Regions from separate parts of the Mus musculus genome. Here region 1 is linked to region 2. A link is a contact called in public Hi-C data. All regions are on one chromosome and are shown on one strand. The core of a region is the stretch at or near the end of the contact, and the rest is flanking DNA. Distances in the headings are between cores, read along the strand shown.

Region 1 (2,700 bases), core at 85-2,584, 190 kb after region 2:
TTGTGAGCACCGCTAGCCCCAGGCTGAGACTCGGCGCTGACCCGGCCGTAACTGCCAAGGGCCTGACAATGGGCACATCTGTCCTTTCTCCAAGGGATAAAAGCACCTAAGCAGACAAGGCTCTGCCTTTTGTTACGGACTTTTTTCTTTCTTTCTTTTGTAAATAAAAGAAAGCCGCGGCATGTGGCGGCCGGGTGTGTGTCCCACACTGGGGGCCTCCCCACGCGTCCCCACCAGGCTGAAGGCCCGGGTTCAATTCCGGATTGGAGCGTGACTGTGACAGGGGCACAATTATGCCCAAAGCTGAATTGATTTTCAAATCTGGAGGCTTCTTGCAGGGACGCCAGGAAAAGGAAAGCGTCCCTGCGGTCCAAGCCGCTCGGCTCAGCCGCGTGCACTCTGCCTGCGTGGGGTACTTCTTCCAAGCCTCTAGGTTCTTTTCTAGAAAGGCTGTGGAGTAACTAAAAAACCAGCTCCGTCCCCCCCCCCCCGCCCCCTTCCATGCTAACCAGGCCCTCTCTCCTGTCTCCCTCAGTATCCCCCAAGCAGAGTTATCCAAAGTGGGAGAGCTATCTTAATTGGGAGCAAAGTGACAGACCTTCTTTGAGGTCTGGGACAGTGAGGGGTGGCCTCGATCTGAGTGCTCCTCACTGAGCACAGATTCCTGAGTGCTCCTCGGCCCCGGGCTCAGATGGAGAAAGGTAGTTCGAGGAGTACTTGAGAGGATCATGGATGGCAGTTCGGGATACAGCGTCCCGACCTAGGCCTTCAGGGTATATACACGTCCCAAGTCCCCGTAGGACAACTATTTAAGGACAGTGAATGAGTTGGTCTCCAGCGATCCTCTAGGGAATAAAGCCCAATGGGCGAGTGGGCTTTGGGCCATGACATAGTTTCTACTCCCCGCCGGTAACCTGTACCGGGAACTAGCAACTCAGACTCAGGGGCTCTGGTTCTCAAACCTAGCTGGCTCACGGTGACAGAAACCAGGCAAGAAAGTCCGGATGGAAAGAGAGAGGGAGGTAGTGAGGAAGACCAGGAGGTAGCAAGTCTCCGAGGACTGTGGAGGCGGCTCCAGGTCGCACTCTGCGCGCGTCCCGTGCACGTGCTCACTGATCCCGGGCCATTCGGCGCCGCTGAGAAAGCTCTGTCCCCCCCACCCCCACCCCACCCCCTCGGTTCATTTGTGCTGGGACGTCACGGAGCGCTGGGACCGAGGGGGCGGGGCCTGGAAGCGCGCATGCGCGCTACGCCCGGCGGGCGTGAGGGCGGGCAGCGGCAGCGGCGGCGGCTACGGAATCGCAGCCACAGTCTGCAACAGTAACCGAGCCATGGCTCGAGCTGGCGGGCGGCACAGGCAGGCAGCAGCCGCGGCAGGCGCACGGGCCGCGTCAAGGGAGCCTGGGGCAGCAGGATTCTAAGAAGAGGGGCGAGAGGGGGCCGGGCTGGGTGGGCTAGGGGTACCGCGCTCTCCCAACAGCACGGGTCCTTTTTGGAAATTAATATTAAAAGAAAAAAAAAAGACAGAGGGGAAGGTGGGAGCAAGAGAGAAGGCAAGACACACACAGAGAGAGCGAGAGACACAGATCCCCACAGTGAGAGGAAGAAAGGCCACAGTCGCAGGCAGCCGATGTGAAGACTGGACTCCTTGCGCCCCTCGCCGCCTCTGCCCGGCCACATCGATGTTGCAGCCCGCTCGCCCGCATCACGATGAACGCACAGCTGACCATGGAGGCGATCGGCGAGCTGCACGGGGTGAGCCATGAGCCGGTGCCCGCCCCTGCTGACCTGCTGGGCGGCAGCCCTCACGCGCGCAGCTCCGTGGGACACCGCGGCAGCCACCTGCCTCCCGCGCACCCGCGTTCCATGGGCATGGCGTCCCTGCTGGACGGCGGCAGCGGAGGCAGCGATTACCACCACCACCACCGCGCCCCTGAGCACAGCTTGGCTGGCCCCCTGCACCCCACCATGACCATGGCCTGTGAAACTCCCCCAGGTATGAGCATGCCCACCACCTACACTACCTTAACCCCTCTGCAGCCGCTGCCGCCCATCTCCACCGTGTCCGACAAGTTCCCTCACCATCATCACCACCACCATCACCACCACCACCCACACCACCACCAGCGCCTGGCGGGCAACGTGAGCGGTAGTTTCACACTTATGCGGGATGAGCGCGGGCTGGCCTCTATGAATAACCTCTATACCCCCTACCACAAGGACGTGGCTGGCATGGGCCAGAGCCTCTCGCCCCTCTCTGGCTCCGGTCTGGGCAGCATTCACAACTCCCAGCAAGGACTTCCCCACTATGCTCATCCCGGCGCGGCTATGCCCACCGACAAGATGCTCACCCCAAATGGCTTTGAAGCCCACCACCCTGCCATGCTCGGTCGCCACGGGGAGCAGCACCTCACGCCCACCTCGGCCGGCATGGTACCCATCAACGGCCTTCCTCCGCACCATCCTCATGCCCACCTGAATGCCCAGGGCCACGGACAGCTCCTGGGCACAGCCCGAGAGCCCAACCCTTCGGTGACCGGCGCGCAGGTCAGCAATGGAAGTAATTCAGGGCAGATGGAAGAGATCAATACCAAAGAGGTGGCGCAGCGTATCACCACCGAGCTCAAACGTTACAGCATCCCACAGGCCATCTTCGCGCAGAGGGTGCTCTGCCGTTCCCAGGGGACCCTTTCGGACCTG
Region 2 (2,719 bases), core at 76-2,575:
GGAGGGTAGCACTCTCCTTAGTTTCAGTGGGCAGAGTATTCTCTGCAGGCAAGCTCTCTTCTTGCAAGGCAGGTACCCAGATATCTGGTGTTCGAACCAGACTCCTGGCAGAAGTTGTGTTCCACTCACTAGAGGTCTTAGGATCACGTGTGGAATCCTGTGTGGGCCCTTGCGGGTGTCAGGCGACTCAGCTGGCAAGGTAGCCGGGGCTCGAGTGGAGTGGAAGGGGTTTGTGCCCCAGATCAAGCCCGGGTAGCCTGCTTCCCTATGTACCGCAGTCTCAAGTTCCGCGCGATTGGATTGGGGCAGGCACTGTGATCCACTCACCAGAGGTCTTAGGGTCCCGTGGGGAGTCCCGTGTGGACCCTTGCGGGTGTTGGGCAAGACTCCTCATTTTATGATCTTGAGATTGAATCCTAAGCCTGTGTTTGCTAAACAAGCACTGTCCCACTGAGCTCCATCTCCAGCCCAAGAATACACTTAGTCTTATAATAATGCTGTTACCACAAAAGCTGTCAAGTTAATGAAGATGATAGATATGATAATAATTCCAGTCACATGTTTCTTGATGAATATGTAGATCAAAACAGGACATGTATCAGATAAGTAGATGTAATTATTACCTTTCAGTTAAATACAATAAAACTAAATTTTAAAAACCACTTCAAATTCATGGACCATGAAGAGTAATGTTGTAAGGTGACTGAATGGACAAGACACTTAGCATTGCTCAATTCTTGCTCAGACTTCTCTTTTAAGAGTAATAATTATTTGATTTATCTGACTTGACTGGCATTTTATATCCTAGCCATTCAAACTTGCCGTCTTACAGATTCAATGGAGACATTGCAGTCCTCTATGGTAGCATGTGATGCACAAGCTGATGGTAAGCTACTCTTCTGAGTGCTGACCAATGACATAGGCCACCATGGGGGGTCTGATAGGAGGCCAGGCTGGCAAATCCATTGCCCTGCAGGCATGTGGGAGCTGGGCTGCAAGAGAAAACAAGACTGAACAGTATACCCAGATGTTCTACCAAGAGCAAAGGTTGGAGCTAGGCATGCTTCACCAAGGTTAAATCAACACTGAACATAATTTGTTCCCTGGGCACCTTTATCATGATGAGCATCTCATGAATACATCATCTGAAAGTGGCCCAAAGTCTAAGGTACCGTCCTCTTCACCAGAAAGCAAATGTCAATGTTTTCCACGAACAGAGTCCAAATGCCAAACTTGAGAGGAAGCACTTGAATTAATATGCTAGTTAAGCAGCACTGACCTATCCCCCACATATGCTAAGCAAAGGGCACGGACTCTGGGCAGCTTCCAACCCACTAAATCAAAACCAAGTGTTACGCAGTTAGTGTCCCATAGAGGATCTGTCCCTTCCATGTTGTGTTTAATTTCCCAATGCTACTACCTGGAAAAGAAAGCAGGACATAACTGGTCAAAGGTTGTCAGAGTGCAGCAAAACTTGATAAGACCAATGGAGTTCTGCCCTTGTTTAGAACAGCAAAATGTCCCCGGGGATGGGGAGGGGTGATACAGTAAGTAAAGGATGTAGAAGACTCACAAAGCCGGAAGTGTATGTTAGACTTAGGGTTGGTGTGTATCAATCACAACATGCTATTCCCTCATGCTCAGAAGAGATTAATCATCTAGATCCAGTTTTGGTGCTTCCTCAGAGTTCATACACCAGGTTGGGTTTGGTCTGACCTGATCTCCATTCGTTGCTTTGCTAGAGTCTGGAGTGATTTGATGTGGTTTGGATTAATTGGTCGGTTGTGCTGGTTTGGTACTTTGGCTTGATCGGGTCTTATTTGGTTTGGTTTGGTTGGTCTGGTTTTTGCCTTCAGGCAAGTTGTTCCCTTGAACACAGTGTGGCCAAGGAACACAGGCGGACTGGATTTTCTTTGCTGCCAATGATTGTACTACAAGGTCAGCGTGTGAACAGTCCTCAATGATTGGAACTTCCCTTGGTTCAGGGAACAATCACTGAAGCTTCCAGTATCTGTTCCAGCTGAGTTAGGCAGACTGTGGTCAGTCTTGGGGCTCTGAAGTGTTGCAATGATGAGCAGAGTGTCAATTAGCCGACCAGTTTCAAGGCTGAATTCAATGTTACAACTCAAGCCTGCCACTTAACCATTTTAGGATCTAATCATTGTAAAACAAAAGTGAGCTGCCGTCAAACGACCATATCCGCAAATATGAAGTAATTTGATTAGTCTTTAAGAGATTTTTACATCAGTCAGTCAATTTAACTACCAAGAACTTGTCCAATGATTAATCCATGTGCTAGGAAAGCAAGAGGGGGAACTGTTCGCAGAAAGAGAAGGAACGAGGCAGAGCAGGGAGATAGGGAACAGGGGGAAGGACAGTGGGGGAGGAGAACACAGCAAAGTACATGTAAGAAAACACCATGGTGAAATCCATTACTCTATGCTAACCTAAGAAATTAATTAAAAGAAATTTCACCAAAAGTTCTTAAACATAGAGTTCATATGAATAACCTGATACAACAGGGGTGTAGGTAGATTTTTATGAAGAAAATCATGCACTGCTGTTTTATTGTTTCATTCTTCCAAATAGACGCAAACCTGGCCAAAGAAGAATAGTAAAACTGGGTGTAGGCCATCCTTCTCCAACCACAATCCCCCTTTATACAGAACTCTGGTGCCCAAGGATTTGCTTCTGGCCAGCTCCTCGGACACTGGGAAGA

Evidence for each region. A called contact is a pair of places that touch in the nucleus more often than the background predicts.
Region 1: a Hi-C map of liver shows a contact between it and region 2, with 4 times the contacts expected there. The contact joins the promoter of Onecut1 here to the enhancer-like site in region 2. A contact is called at or near these places in 5 of 39 promoter capture datasets (embryonic stem cells, hippocampal neurons, liver and 1 more), 7 of 484 Hi-C or Micro-C datasets (all in liver), 4 of 115 datasets of contacts at active chromatin or transcription factors (hepatocytes, kidney and liver) and 1 of 9 other capture datasets (embryonic stem cells).

The regions. Positions count from the first base shown.
Region 1 is chr9:74,860,587-74,863,286 of GRCm38.p6, forward strand. It overlaps Onecut1 (one cut domain, family member 1), which reads left to right and starts at 1,335. Exons shown (of 2, transcript NM_008262.3): 1 at 1,335-2,700. The coding sequence starts at 1,711. It overlaps Gm33562 (a long non-coding RNA gene), which reads right to left and starts at 2,550. Exons shown (of 4, transcript XR_870924.1): 1 at 2,476-2,550.
Region 2 is chr9:74,670,451-74,673,169 of GRCm38.p6, forward strand. No RefSeq gene overlaps it. Among named protein-coding and RNA genes, the nearest start is that of Gm40533, 40 kb to the right of the region's middle. Within about 2 kb of position 1,326, at least 3 of the 459 cell types and tissues checked have an H3K27ac peak or open chromatin away from gene starts, as enhancers often do. A contact at or near this core is called in hepatocytes and liver, where this site is marked.